Linked DNA regions of Triticum aestivum: region 2 is linked to region 1. The links are chromatin contacts, called in public Hi-C maps. All regions are on one chromosome and are shown on one strand. Each heading gives the region's core, a stretch centred on a gene start, on an enhancer-like site or on the middle of the called end of the contact. The rest is flanking DNA. Distances are from core to core; before and after follow the strand shown.

The links. Hi-C and Micro-C count contacts between places; a contact is called where the count stands out from the background.
Region 2: a Hi-C map of leaf shows a contact between it and region 1, with 3 times the contacts expected there. The contact joins the promoter of LOC123103094 here to the promoter of LOC123103092 in region 1. A contact is called at or near these places in 2 of 5 Hi-C or Micro-C datasets (both in leaf).

What each region holds. Positions count from the first base shown.
Region 1 is chr5A:311,676,800-311,684,629 of IWGSC CS RefSeq v2.1, forward strand. LOC123103092 (cytochrome b5) reads left to right here and starts at 2,213. Exons shown (of 3, transcript XM_044524583.1): 1 at 2,213-2,552; 2 at 4,078-4,144; 3 at 4,235-4,688. The coding sequence starts at 2,472. The coding sequence ends at 4,491. It overlaps LOC123103093 (a long non-coding RNA gene), which reads left to right and starts at 5,278. Exons shown (of 3, transcript XR_006449654.1): 1 at 5,278-5,560; 2 at 5,639-5,703.
Region 2 is chr5A:311,828,703-311,836,201 of IWGSC CS RefSeq v2.1, forward strand. It overlaps LOC123103094 (scarecrow-like protein 9), which reads left to right and starts at 5,254. Exons shown (of 3, transcript XM_044524584.1): 1 at 5,254-5,592; 2 at 5,786-7,499. The coding sequence starts at 5,454.

The DNA.
Region 1 (7,830 bases), core at 963-3,462:
GATCAGGCCGTCTTGTGCTCGTTAAGTCTGTGGTGGCTGCTAAACCCATACATCATTTCATGATTGCTGAGGCGCCAGCCTGGGTGTTGGAGGAAATCGACCAATGGATGCGTGCGTTTTTCTGGGCTGGGAAGGACAAGGTGAACGGTGGGCAGTGCTTGGTGGCCTGGAACACGATCTGTAGGCCCATGTTCCTTGGGGGTCTGGGAGTCAGAAATCTGGAGCTGCAGGGGATCGCACTAAGAGTCAGATGGGAGTGGCTGAAACGGACGGATTCGCAAAGACCATGGCAAGGCTTAGCTATGACTGAGGACAGACAAGCCCGCACAGTGTTTGATAGCCTAGTCAAGATTGAGGTTGGAGATGGCACCAAGGTGTTGTTCTGGAGAGACAGATGGATTCACGGTTTTGCGGCCGCGGACATTGCTCCGCTTATCCATGCCATGGTGGCTACTCGCACGAGGAACAGACGCACAGTCAGTGAGGTTCTGGACAATGGCAGATGGTTGCAGGATGTGACTGGTGATCTCACATTCGTTGGGCATATGCAGCTTGTGCACCTCAACTTGGCTATTAGCACGATCAAGCGTGATCCGAACAGACCGGACTGCTTCTCTTGGCCGCCAGACCCCTCGGGTAGTTACACTGCGAGATCCACATATCATCGCCTTTGCCTCGAAACCCGGAGGGTGCCTTTCGCTTCTTGCATCTGGTAGAGTTGGGCACTTCTTAAGTGCAAGATTTTTGCTTGGCTGGCCGTGCAACATCGCATTTGGACCTCGGATCGACGTGCTAAGCATGGGCTTCAGGATAGACCCTTAGCTTGTTACACGTGCCTGCAGGAAGAGGACAACGCTGAGCATATTTTGATCCAGTGTGTGTACGCTAGGGAAGTTTGGCATGAGGGTCTCCAAGCCCTCAACTTGCAGGTCACGAGGCCGACTGAGAATGATAATCTGCTGGATTGGTGGCTATTAGCAAGGAAGGGGAGTGTCAAGGCTAACAAACGGGCTTTTGACACATTTGTGATTGTGGTGGCTTGGGCCCTCTGGAAACAAAGGAATAATCGCGTATTCAATAGAAGAAGTTAACAGAGTTCCTTGATTGAATTGATAGACGCGATTCTTCGTGAGCTGCATGAGTGGATTGAGGCCGGAGTTGGAGGTGTTGGGTTGTCACGTTTCGTGAGAGAGTAGGCTTAGGATCTTGGGTGTGGTTTGTTTCCGGGTGTTGCCTGAGAATGGATGTGTGCATCCATTCGTAAGGCATCTCTTGTAAATCTTATTCTCTCTTCTATAAAAATATGTTACGCTATTGGCGTACTCTCAAAAAAAACCTTGCAAAGGTTTTGCCAAAGGACAATGAATTGCCTAAGACTACTTACGAAGCCAAGAAGGTTGTCTGTCCTCTTGCATTAGACATGGTGAAATACCATGCATGCCTTAATGACTATTTGGGGCACGTGATTGATTCAAGGGTTCAATGATGACGCGTGCGACTTTGGGGCACTTGCATGGAGACTTCTCGGCTATTATCAACAAGGGCAAGCCGACTCTGATAGGTACATGGCAACATCGACGCCTCGGCGACTCGTTCAGGGCGGTAATGCTCGTTCGTGGCACAAGGTCCTCAATGTAATTTTTTTATTATGTCTATGGTGCTTTGTATTTCTTATAAACCTTTATAATATATAATAAATCTAGTTTTTTACGAAAAAAGTCTACTCCTCCCTCACTTCGACTAGACAGGTAGGTCCCACACAAATAGTTTGGTTCGGCTAGATAGGTGCAAACTTGGCCAGATGGGCTGACACGATACGTGTCGACCTGGGTTATATGGGTTAGGCACGCTAACTACACAGACCATGCCGGACCGGCAGGCGTGTTGCACTCCGTGGCCCAAGCACGTCATAGCAAGGAAACGGGTCAGCCCACCAGCACATTTAGCCCACCGGGGCGTCTGATTTTGGGTTGTTTGGGCCTATTGTGCTGATTTGAGGCTAATGTACAAAAAAAAGTCTGAAAAGAATAAAAAAAGTAAACAGGCCGTGTTGTACCGGCACACACATGCCCAGCCTCACGGCCCTAGTGGGCCACGTGCCGTGCCAGGCCGACCATGGGCCGGGCACGCGGGCTAACGTGCCGGCCTGCCTGGCCCAGCCCAGATGGCCACTTTGGGTAGGTGGAGTCGGAACGGGACGCCAAGAACAACGCGAGGAAGAAACGCAATTCGGGTGGAGTTGGACTTGTGGTTGTTGCCGAGCGCTTCCTCCCGTCTCCTCGCGATTTTTTATAAAAAGGAGAGAAGCGCAATCGTATCCCCAGCCAGATTCACATCGTATCGCATCGCCACCCACCTTTCCCTGCCGGATTCTTCTCAGGTAGCAGCAGCAGCTTGAATTCTTGCGGATCTGCGGCTGCGAATCCCAGTCTCGTATCAACTCGACCAGGCGGAGGAGAAGCAGGGGGAAGATGTCCAAGGCGGCGCTGACACTGGAGGAGGTGTCCAAGCACAACACCAAGGACGACTGCTGGCTCATCATCGCCGGCAAGGTATACGCACGCATCTTCTCCCCGCTGCCCCTCCTGATTGTTTCCTTGCGATTATTGTTACGCCAAGATTCAGTCTTTCTTTCTTTCTCTCGGAGGGTCGTGATACTGGTAGCTTGCAGCACAACATGCCCTAATCGATTTGCCAAAGCAATTGATACGTGTTACGTGCTGGCCTGGTACGATTAGAGTTATCCGCCGGCAGATCTGCACAGTACCGTCGGACTATTACTTGAGTTATTGGTTATGTTGAAGAAGAATCAGTTTGGTTTAGTACATGTCGAGCGATTCCTGGGGTAAATAGTTGGTACCTCTTTGAATTGTGAATTGGCCTGAGAGATTACACACTCTGGTTTACTTCCAGAATTTTCACCTGTCGGAACCGATAAATTACTGAGTACCCCGCTATATACAAGGTCCGAACACTTTTAGCGAGTGTGTATAATTTTCTGATGGTGGTCAGAAGAAACTAGGCTCTCACCCCGCTTTTATATACATAAAGCCAGAGTACCGATACAACCACGGTCCAGACCAGCAGACAAGGTCGGAACCGATGAATTGCGTTTATATTGCCGTGCAACCTTCTTCTAGTTGATCCTGCTCGACCTGGTTTGCAAAAAGGATTGCCCTTTTGGTTACCGTAGATTCACTAGTCAATTACCTTTTGCTATGTAAAAATAGTTGCATGTTTGGTTCTTGAGTGTTATGTTGCCCTTTCTAGGAAAAAACAAGAGGTTACTTACCGGTGATTAGATGATATTTTGACCCATGTTTGTTGCTCAAGCTTGTTCCATAGTTGCCACGAGAACATAACTACATGACCAACTATAAAGTTGTCCACAATTTCAGTCTTTCAGACGAGAACTAAACTCTCAGGTCCCAGACCAATTGAGATTCATTCTCCATCCTCTAGACTATATTTTACCCCCGTAAGAATCACATTTGTTAACCTTTTCCAATTCTCCATCTGAGTTCTGGACATAACTCTGAATCTTTTGTCATAGTTTATTTTTCATGTTTTATGCATCCAAAAAATCTGCCTTACAGTAACAACACTTAGGTCTTGGCTTAAGATAAAGATTTTAAATTATATTCATCAGTACCCTTTATCCCATGTGTACCAATGAAAAGCAAGTCTTTAACATTTATTTTAGCCCAAAAAAACTCATTTTATTTTTGTTTAAGCCTTGCAAAGTGGCGTAGTTTAAGGTGAATTTTTCATATTTTGTACAAACCTTGCAGAGTAGTTATGTTTATCTTTCTTCGGAACCTGAAAGTTCTCTATAAGCAGGCTTATATTGCATAAAGACAGATTTGATTAGCCTTTATTCACGTTGAAAGGGCTGCTTTCTTCTTGTACTTGTTTTATATGGCAGGAGCAATGTGGCAATGCTCTTTAATTAACACCGTTACTTTTATGTCAGTAGTGAGGCTTAGAATTGTTATAAATTTAGTTTAGAGGAGAATGGTTATAAATTTTGTTCCTTCTTGAGAAAAACAATCACTGACACTGTGTTCTAATGTTCAGGTATATGATGTGACCAAGTTTTTGGAGGATCACCCTGGAGGTGATGATGTACTGTTGTCCTCGACTGGTAACGCCTTCTTGCCATGCCATGCTTGCAGAAGTTGTGAACTTGTGATTTAGCCTAATAACTTGCATTAACACATGGGCCCTTTTACAGCCAAGGACGCAACTGATGACTTTGAGGATGTCGGGCACAGCACCACCGCCCGTGCGATGCTGGACGAGTACTATGTCGGCGACGTGGATACGGCTACGATACCTGCCCGGACAAAGTACACTCCGCCGAAGCAACCACACTACAACCAAGACAAGACCCCTGAGTTCATCATCAAGATCCTCCAGTTCCTGGTCCCCTTGGCCATACTTGGTCTGGCTGTCGCCATTAGGATGTACACCAAGTCGGAATCGGCTTAACCGGTGGCGGCATTGTTCTCTGGGTTATGGGGAAAAAATAGCTTTAAGGTGTTGGAATAAGTTAGTAGTTTGTCGCGTGATGTATCCATTCCAATGTACCGTGTGGTGAGTTGTTTGAATGTTGCAACGGTTTTGTCGTGAAACTGAAATTGATGGGACCAAGTTTTGTTGTGCAACTTAAATTGATGGGACTGAAATTGCTCTTTGGTGTTGGTGCATTGGTATGCATTCTCCTCGATGCCTGTGAAAATTAAGCACCGGTTCTATTTTCAACAAAAGTAGAAGAACAGTCACGATGTTTTGGAAGAAAACATGTCTGGTGCTACAAGGCGAGGCATGTAGATGGGTGAGAAGAGGCAAACACAGCCTGGCGCGCCGCCACCCTCAGCCTCCGCCGACCTTGACAATTTTTTTGGTGAGGATATTGTAAATATTTGATATCTTCAGTTGTAAATATCAGTGTTTTGGATATCACATCTTGCTCGCAAGTATGTCTGATCTTTCCAACATCAGCATCATTGAAAGCGGAGTATAAACACATGGTACACTGAAGATAGCAAGGCTGTGGGATTTTATTGTTTGAAAACTCTGGTGCCTTCTGGATATATATTTACAGTTTTACTAAAAAACAGTCGTCTGTTTTCATTTTGGCTTCAAGTCGAATTTTCAGTCGTTCGATTCAGTTCTGAGATCTGCGCTGGTGTGGCTGAACTTTTCGGGCCCGCTTTGTCTTAGTGGGTCTTAGTGGATCCTTTTGGGTCATTTTCGCGCCCGCTTTTTTCCAGTGTCGCGTGGAGGATCTAGTCTGTCCTCCTCAATCCTTATCCATGGCGACGACGGTGGGCTCGAGGCGACGACGGAGAGGTCAAACTTCAGATATTATCTTCTCTGTGGATATCGCCTCCCTTTCTTCTCTCCATTTGTTGCCCCTCTCCTCCAGCATGCCCTTCCCTACCATGGCGCCTTCTCTCTCTCCTTCCCCTCCCATGGTGCCCATCCCTCCATTCCCATGACACCCCTCCCCCTCCCTTCTTCATATGGCGCCTCATTACCCTCTATTCTGGTGTCTGTGAGTCTGTCCCTCTCTCTTCTTGAACCCTAGAACACAAGCAGATCTCAAATCCTAACTCTCTCTGTTATTGTATAGGTTCATCCGGGTTCAATTTTGCAGATCTGTAGCAATCAAGTCCTAATCCCTTTCTGCTGCTTCAGGTTATTGGAATTCAGTTTTGCAATTCTCTACAACAGCCAATTAAAACTAAGGCAACACCAATGCTTTTGTGATGATCTCGTTGTGTCTAGATGGAACTGAAATGCTACCATGTGCTCAATTTTATTTAATGTGAAAGTCATGCTATCTTGTAAAGATAATATACTACATATATTAGTTACTAGGTGTTTGTTTTGATTCATGGTGTCCATGAATGTTGTAGTCTTGTTTTACATTATGCACATATGAAAATCTGCAGCAATTTGGTACAAGCAGTACCCTGAATCACATATCTGAGGTGTTCCATCTTATTTTATTGTCTCTATATATTTCCCATGTTTTTTGTTATCACGCAAGTCCCTGTTTCTCGGTCATCAAGCTTGTTGCTTCCCTCGACCTTTTTTGTTGCTTCCTCGACCATTTTTTTTCAAAAGTCAGAAGGTTTGATTGCACCTTTATATAGCTTAAATTGTAGTCTTATGCACCCCATCTTTTTCTTTGTTCACTAGTGTTTTGCTAAACATATACATTCCCCCTTAACCAATTCATACACGCATTTTTTCTGTGAATGTATTGATACTTATGCAATAGCGGTAGTCCGGCCGAATTTTCTTCAATGAGTAGTCTCAACTGCTTGAGGTGGTCAAGTTTCCCCTTTTTGGGGGGTTCCTAGTCAGTTGAGCTCTGGCCCATTCTCATATGCTAATCTTGTGTAGGAAGATTGCCAGTGTTGCACGAGCATGGAATTGTGGACGTCGTTGTGCACTATTCTAAGGTGTCGGCTAGCTGGCTAGAGGCGTGTGTGGTCACGGCCTAGTGACTTTTGTTCATTTTCTTCACTCTAGTGTATTTTGTCCATTTCTCTCTAAGTCTCTTGCTCTGGTCTCTTATGTTGTTGTCAATCATTTTGTCTATGTATTCATTCTAAGGTGAACAACTGACTTCTTACTATTCTTCAATTGTATTCATTATTTTTGTTCCTCAGTTTGTAAGATTGCCTTCTCAGTCTTATATTAGTTTTTGTAATAGTATCAGTCCTCATTTTATCATATTTAGTTATCATTTGCATCTTTCTTCAGTCCTATCTCTCACGAGTCTTGTCTTTTAGTAGATGATTATTTCTGTTTTGAACCTCATGTTCATGTAAGTCCTAAGTTTTAAGTTTTCTGTTTTCTGTTTTTTGCACTGTTTTTTTGCTAGATTATTTTCACTTTTTAGTCATCAGTACTCCTTAGTATCAATTTTTAAATGTGACACCGTAACATTTTGCCAAATACATGTATTACATTTTATTAATGACATAAAGATTTCAGAAAATTATACGACAATTTCTTACAATTGTTTTTTTAAATCAGGTTGGAAAATTTGTTCCCATGTTTAAAAATATATATGTTTCAAACGGTGTTCCCTTTTTCAAAATTGGTTGTTTTTAAATAAATGTTCATATTTTAAAAAAGTTATTCAGAAATTTCTAAAATTGTTCCCACTTAAGAAACGGATATTTCAAAGATTGTTCGGGCCTGCACGTTTTCAATATTTGTTTGCCCTTCAAAAAATGATTTAAATCTCGGCGCTGCTCTATGTGGTTTAAATGTTCGGGCCTCGCATCATAACATCAACGTTAGATGCGTGTAGTGGCTAGTGGGAGCAATTCAGCAGCGTTAGGTTGTGTGAGTACGAATCCTAGTTTTCTCTTTTTTATGTGTTTTTTACTATGCGTGTTTTACAAAAAGTGTTTTTTACTATGCGTGTTTTACAAAAAAGAAAAAAAATCGCCTCGTGTCTATTCGCCCAGACCAGTTGCGACCGCACCCTTTCAATATTTTTACTTTGCGTTTTACGAAAAAATAAATCCCCCCAAAAAACGAAAAAACAAACAAAATCTTGTAGTATATGTAAAAAGAAACATAAAAACCAAAGTATCAGTTTTAGTTCTCTTCAACTATATGTTAAGTGATTAGTTATTTTGTCAGTGTTTGTTCATTATCTTAAGTGTCTCATTTTAGTTCTATTCAGTTATTTGGTCAGTGTTTGTTCTTGTCTATCAGTTTTAAGTTAAGTCATTTATTATTCTAACTAGTTTAGTTTCCATTCAGCTTATTATTTTTAGTTTATTTTGTTATTCCTGT
Region 2 (7,499 bases), core at 4,004-6,503, 150 kb after region 1:
TCCAACGTATCTATAATTTTTTATTGTTCCATGCTATATTATATTCTATTTTGGACATTATTAGGCTTTATTATACACTTTTATATTATTTTTGAGACTAGCCTATTAACCGGAAGCCCAGCCCAGAATTGCTGTTTTTTGCCTACTTCAGAGTTTCGCAGAAAAAGAATATCAAATGGACTCCAAACGGAATGAAACCTTCGGGAATGTGATTTTTGGAACGAACGTGATCCAGAGGACTTGGACCCTACGTCAAGAAAGCTACCAGGAATGCACGAGGTAGGGGCGCGCCTACCCCCCAGGCGCGCCCTCCACCCTCGTGGGGACCATGTTGCTCCACCGACGTACTTCTTCCTCCTATATATACCCACGTACCCCCAAACTACCAGATACAGAGCCAAAACGCCGCAACCTTTCTGTACCCGTGAGATCCCATCTTGGGGCCTTTTCCGGAGCTCCGCCAGAGGGGGCATCGATCACGGAGGGCTTGTACATCAACACCATAGCCTCTTCGATGATGTGTGAGTAGTTTACTTCAGACCTTCGGGTCCATAGTTATTAGCTAGATGGCTTCTTCTCTCTTTTTGGATCTCAATACAATGTTCTCCCCCTCTCTTGTGGAGATCTATTCGATGTAATCTTCTTTTGCGGTGTGTTTGTTGAGACCGAAGAATTGTGGGTTTATGATAAAGTTTATCTATGAATAATATTTGAATCTTCTCTGAATTCTTTTATGTATGATTGGTTATCTTTGCAAGTCTCTTCGAATTATCAGTTTGGTTTGCCCTACTAGATTGATCTTTCTTGCAATGGGAGAAGTGCTTAGCTTTGGGTTCAATCTTGCGGTGTCCTTTCCCAGTGACAGTAGGGGCAACAAGGCACGTATTGTATTGTTGCCATCGAGGATAACAAGATGGGGTTTATATCATATTGCATGAGTTTATCCCTCTACATCATGTCGTCTTACTTAAAGCGTTACTCTGTTCTTTTCAACTTAATACTCTAGATGCATGTTGGATAGCGGTCGATGTGTGGAGTAATAGTAGTAGATGCAGGCAGGAGTCGGTCTACTTGTCTTGGACGTGATGCCTACATACATGATCATACCTAGATATTCTCATAACTATGCTCAATTCTGTCAATTGCTCAACAGTAATTTGTTTACCCACCGTAATACTTATGCTCTCAAGAGAAGCCACTAGTGAAACCTATGGCCCCCGGGTCTATTTTCCATCATATTGATCTCCCGTTAACAAGCTATTTCTGCGCCATTTTTATTTTGCTTTATTTACTTTGCATCTTTATCATAAAAATACCAAAAATATTATCTTATCATATCTATCAGATCTCACTTTCGTAAGTGACCGTGAAGGGATTGACAACCCCTTTATTGCATTGGTTGCGAGGATTTTATTTGTTTGTGTAGGTGCGAGGGACTCATGCGTGGCCTCCTACTGGATTGATACCTTGGTTCTCAAAAACTGAGGGAAATACTTACGCTACTTTGCTGCTTCACCCTTTCCTCTTCAAGGGAAAACCAACGCAGTGCTCAAGAGGTAGCACCTCGCTCGACGGATAGGGCCTGCGGTAGGACAATGATTCTTGATGCAGGACTCGTGCCAGTCAAGATGTTATTTGGACACACTCCCCCACTTCGATTCGTAACAAGCACATCTCGATGGGTGACTTCCAGCGTACAAATTAAGATCATATCTGGTCCAAACATAAATACATGGTTGTAAGCATTAAGACCTCATACCCGTACATCTTTTTATTATAAGTGTTTGAATCACTATTTGCTTGCTTGATCCGGTCAAAAGCTGGATTTGACACTTTAACATAAGCTTACTAGAGACCATTGCTTCAAGGGAATCTTCCTCTCGTGGGTTCGGTAACCCAGGGTCACCTCTCGGAAATAGGTGCGGATGCACTTTTCTGTTCCATTACCGGATCAATAAAAGGAGGTATTAAGCACTTTTTCTGGCGCCGTTGCCGGGGAGGAGTTTAGTATTCCTAGTATTTGTGTTTAGTGTTTTTGTTAAAGTTAGTTTTTTAGTTTTTACTTTTCTATTTTTAGTTTAATTTTTATTTTTGTTGCAAGTTTTGTCAGTTGAGAAAAAACAAAAATATTACTATGGCTCATAATCTTGGGAGTTATGCTACTCCCAACAACAACTTCATGCATCTACCTATAACACAACATGAGGTTGCAGCCGCTGAGTATGAGATTGAACCAAACTTAGTTTCCATGGTTCAAGGGGTCCAATTTGGAGGCTACACTTCTGAGGATGCCAGTATGCACTTGCATAATTTTACTAAATTGTGCAACATGACACACATTAAAGATTATGACCCTAACGCTCTAAAGTTGCGTCTATTTCCTTTCTTTGAGAGGAAAAGCTAAGGAATGGCTTCTAGCTCTACCCAGAGGTAGTATTACTTCTTGGGATGATTGTTGCAATAAATTATTATCTAAGTTTTGTTCATCTGCAAAGATTATGCAATTACGTTCTCAGATTACCAGTTTCAAGCAAGAAGAACGTGAGCCACTAGCGCTTGCGTGGGATAGAATGAAAGAAGCTATATGGAATTCGAGGGCCGACATGAATGATCGAACTCGCCTACAAAGCCGGAGACCAAGATAATGAAGCTATCCCGAGGAAGGAGCTCGTATCCTCGGTTTGGAGACAAGTTCAGGGCTACTGACGATGTCCTGAAATAGGGGGTGCACACCGCTTCAGCCTACTGTTCATGGGCGAGGCCGACAAGCCACAAACAATTGAAGAATGAGATCCACATGCCCTGGCCCCTGGCATAACCAAGATGGAGACCTCCGAAGAGTTGGCATACACTTCAAGGCGTGTTTGAATAATTGGCATGTTTATCCCCATGTCGTAACCGACCATATGTAAACCCTAGATGCCTCTGGTGCCTATATAAACCGTGGGGTTTAGTCTATAGAGGCAAGCTTTTCAAGGTTTAGAGGTTAGAACCCGTTCATACTATCTCGAGGTAGATCATACTGTACTTTATACCCCATCCACAATCAATATAGAAAGAGGGCCAAACCTGGGTAAATATCGCGTCCCTATTCTTCCTGTTACCATCGTTCCCAGCTCACCGACTCGGGATCCCCTACCCGAGATCTGACGGTTTTAGCACCGACATGCACTAGGACAAGAGCGTCATGTATATTGTCTCGTATTAATAGACTTCCTAGTTTTATCTATTTTCAAGCAATTTATCGTCAAAGGAGTTTTTGGATAAAGACAAGACAATAAGGGGACTTCCTCTCATTTCCTCACATAACGCTAAGCGGTTAAGGCAAACTTTCCCATCCAGACTTCACCGGCGAGCTTGTGGATTCTCCTCCCCTCTGTGTGCCACTTCGACAGCCGATGGCGGGAAGGAGAATCTCGGTGCCTCCGCTCCAGTTAGTAGTTTAAGTTAGTTTTTTTTAGTCCTCACACGTGCGGCGCTCGGACGGATGGTGGCGCTTCTTCTTTGAGTTTGTCTTCCGAGGTTCGATTCTTCTTGAGTCCGTCCATTTGGATGTAGTCGACAGAGCTCTGGCATAGATTCATGACGCCTCCTTGAGGTGGTGATGTTAGGGTTTGTCGTCATGTGGCCAGATTTGGTGTTAAGTGCTTTAGATCTATACAAGGGTTCAACGACGACGACTGCGACTCCAGCGCGCTGGTCCTTAGGGGCATGTGCATGAAGACTTTTCGGATCGCATCAACAAGGTCAAACTGACTCCGATAGGGCAGCGCGTTGACAGGCCCGGCCCTGATGGGGGGGGGGGGGTCAGGGGCCGGCCGCCCCGGGCCCCCGAAAGGTAGGGGGCCCCACGTATGTGTGCTCTGTGTATTAGGCCCGTGAAAAAAATTGACCCTGCGCTAATGTAGGTGTAACATGCCTTGTACGTGAAGGATTCTAAAAAAAATGCCTTGTACATGAAGGTGCAGTAGTGGGCAAGTAAATCAACGATTCCCTGAATTAGTGGAATTTCCGTTTCCCACGTGTAGGCCCACTGGCCCACACACAACAACATTAGCGATCGACCTAGCCTCAAACAAATCCCTTAAGCACACATCAGGCACAACTCCCGCCGCCACAACATCCTCCCGCTGAGGCCTCACCGATGCTTCCTCCTTCAACGGCGACTCGGGTGATTTCATGTTGGTCGGACAGGAGCAACAATACCCCAGTTTTGAACAACAGAATAGGTAAGCATCTTCTTGATTCATCATCCAAGAGCTATCTAGGTTCTGCTAGATAGGAGTAGCTGGTGAATTAGCGAAGAAGAGTAGGGTATAGTTGTCCGGCTTTCTGATTAATGAATCTGGCTGTGTTGGTAGTCGATGAAACACAATGGGGGAGAATGACTACTAGGATCCATGGAGTAGTGATACTAATAGCTGAGATGAATTAATTAGAGAATGCATGATCGATTTAATTTATTTAAGTGGCTAAATTAATTTTAGCATTGTAAATTATAAAGTAATTCTAGCTGCGTGATAAGGATCCGTTCAAATATTATTTTTGTGTGTGGCACACTATATATGAAATATACACTGCGCGCAACTTCCTTGGCAAAATTTAAAGAAAGATAGAATTAATATAATCATATTCGGTTAAATTACAAAACTAAGTCGACATGCCGTTTTTTCACTCCATCGATAAAAAGTTAAGAGTAACCCCTTTTAAAAAATATCAAAACATGCATGATGCATAAAGGGCCCCCGGTTTTGTTTTTTGCCCCGGGCTCCCGAAATCTTAGGACCGGCCCTGCGCGTTGATGACTCGTTCTAACATCGTTCGGTGGTCTTAAAATCTTGATATATTTTCTATTATGTTTGAGATTCTCTGCATTTTGATAAACTTTTATAATATATCTAATCATTTAGGAAAAACAAGAGTTTTCAGATCACGGCACAGATGAACGACGGTGTACGTGCGTGCGTGCCTGCCCATCAGCACACGTGCCAAAATGTATTTTGCTCACGAGAGGGAGGGTGTTTCTCCAACTCTTGCGTGGCGGGTGTAATCAAAGCGTAATCCTGCGGAGGGGGCGTCGCATTCGCGGTGCTGAAAAGAAGAAAACCCTCGCATGCAGGAGCCACCATCATCGAGGTTCTGGAAATCTCTGAGACCTCGATTATCTTTTACTCGACTTACTTATTAGCCAGCCACCATCACGGGACGCGATTTCTTTTTTCCTTTTACCAGCTCCGGGTCCAACTCCCGAGAGACCTCGCCGCTGGGGAACTGAGCAAAAGGAGGAATCCCTCTGCCCAGCCGCGCACACTTGATCCGCCTCCCCAATCAAATCACCCCTCTCTCCCCCCCTCTCTCTCTGTCTGCCCCTCGCCGCGCCCCCCTCTCTCCTCCCCCGCCGATCCCGCGCGGCTACCGGAGGCCCGGCTGCGGCGGCGACGAGGCGGCAGGCGATGACATCGACCCCGCAGCCTCCCCGCGATCTCGCGCACGCCGCCCCACCCGCGCAGGACCTCACCGGCCTCGGCCTCGGCCTCGCGGCCGCGAGGTCCCTCCGCCACCGTCCGCCTCGCCAAGGATCGATGCCTTCAGGTGAGCATGGTGCCAGCGTCAGTCCGTGATCCGCCTGTCATCGCCACCAGCCTGCCAAGTCCGTGAACTGCAGCGCTTTAGTCAGTGTGTTCCTTCCTGTTATTTTCTGCTCAGAAATCAAATAGATGGTTCACCCCAAACTCAATCGCTTGACATCTTCTCTCTGACTGAAGAATTCCATGATGTTTCGCAGGTTCTGTGGAGCACCAGACCATTTCAGGCTCACTGATCCACTCAATGATTCAGTTCTGCGGAGCACCAGAGTACTTCATGTTCAATGATCCGCAGCCGGTGATCCCACACCATGCGGCCGCGGAACCCAGTCCCAATGCTCCCGTGGCCACCCTCTCCAGGGCCACCAACACAGAGACCGACAACCCCGAAGACTGGGAGTTCATCTCCGACGAGTCGCTCAACTACATCAGCCGGATGCTCATGGAGGAGGACATTGATGAGAAGGTCAGCGTGTACCAGGAGGAGTCCGCCACGCTCCGTGCCACCGCAAAGCCCTTCTATGACATCCTTGGGCACAAGTTCCCGCCGTCCCCTGACCGCACGCTCACCACTTGGTCCCTGGACAGCCCCAGTGAGAGCAGCAGCAGCGGTCATGCCCAGTCCTTGTCCAGTGTGGGTACTAGCGGCAGCATCGGTGGTGCTGTTCATAGCAACCAGTGCCATAATGTTGGACACTCTGAGCAGCTGGAAGCTTATCGCGGCTTCTGTGGCCGATCTTCTCAGCCACTGGTTGCCTCATCAAGTGGTGTTTCTGATGCAGCAGAGTCACTAGAAGATCCTTTGATCACCAACGGCAGGATCCCCGAGTATTTGTTCGAGAGCCTTCCAACTTGGGATTTCAGGAGAGGTGTCGAGGAAGCACAGAAGTTTCTCCCTGGTGGTGATAAGCTAGTGATTGATTTAGAAGCTGCTGGTGTCTCAAAGCCTCAAGAAGCAGTGAAAGACATTCCTTTCAATGTCAGCAGGACAGAGGTCTTGAAGGCCAAGAAAAACAGACAGAGCGAAGATCTTGACTTGATAGAAGGACGAAACATTAAACAATCTGCATTCTGTTCCGATGAGCCTGATGATTGGGTTGAGATGTTTGATGATTTGTTTCGTCAAACTGAAAAGAAGGCTACAGTTCTGCGAGAAAAGATGCGCAGCGAAGCTTCCAAGAATTCTCAGGTCATTCAAACGAAAGGAACAACTGGGGTGAAGACACGGGGCAGGAAGCCGACAAAAAATGATGTGGTGGACCTTAGGACCATCCTCATCCACTGTGCACAGGCAGTGGCAGCTGATGACCGCCGAACTGCTAATGAGTTGCTGAAGCAAATAAAACAGCATTCTAAGGTAAATGGGGATGGCAGCCAGAGGCTGGCGTTTTGCTTTGCACAGGGTCTCGAGGCTCGCTTGGCTGGTACAGGGAGCCAGCAGTACCATAGGCTTGTAGCAAAGCGGACAACCGCGTCCGACATGCTTAAGGCGTACCATCTTTACTTTGCAGCATGCCCATTCAAGAGGCTCTCACATTTCCTCTCCAATCAAACAATCTTGAGCATGACAAAAAATGCAAAGAAGGTGCACATAATTGACTTTGGCATTTATTTTGGCCTCCAATGGCCATGCCTCATCAGGCGTCTCTCCAAGAGGGAAGGTGGTCCACCAATTCTTCGCATCACGGGAATTGATGTACCCGAGCCTGGTTTCCGCCCTACCGAGCGCATCGAAGAGACGGGACAGAGGCTTGCAGAGTATGCCAAGAAGTTTGAGGTGCCTTTTGAGTACCATGGCATAGCATCAAAGTGGGAAACCATCCGTGCTGAGGATCTCAAGGTTGGCAAAGACGAAGTGGTGATTGTTAATTGCCTGTACCGTTTCAGAAATCTTATTGACGAAACAGTGGCTGT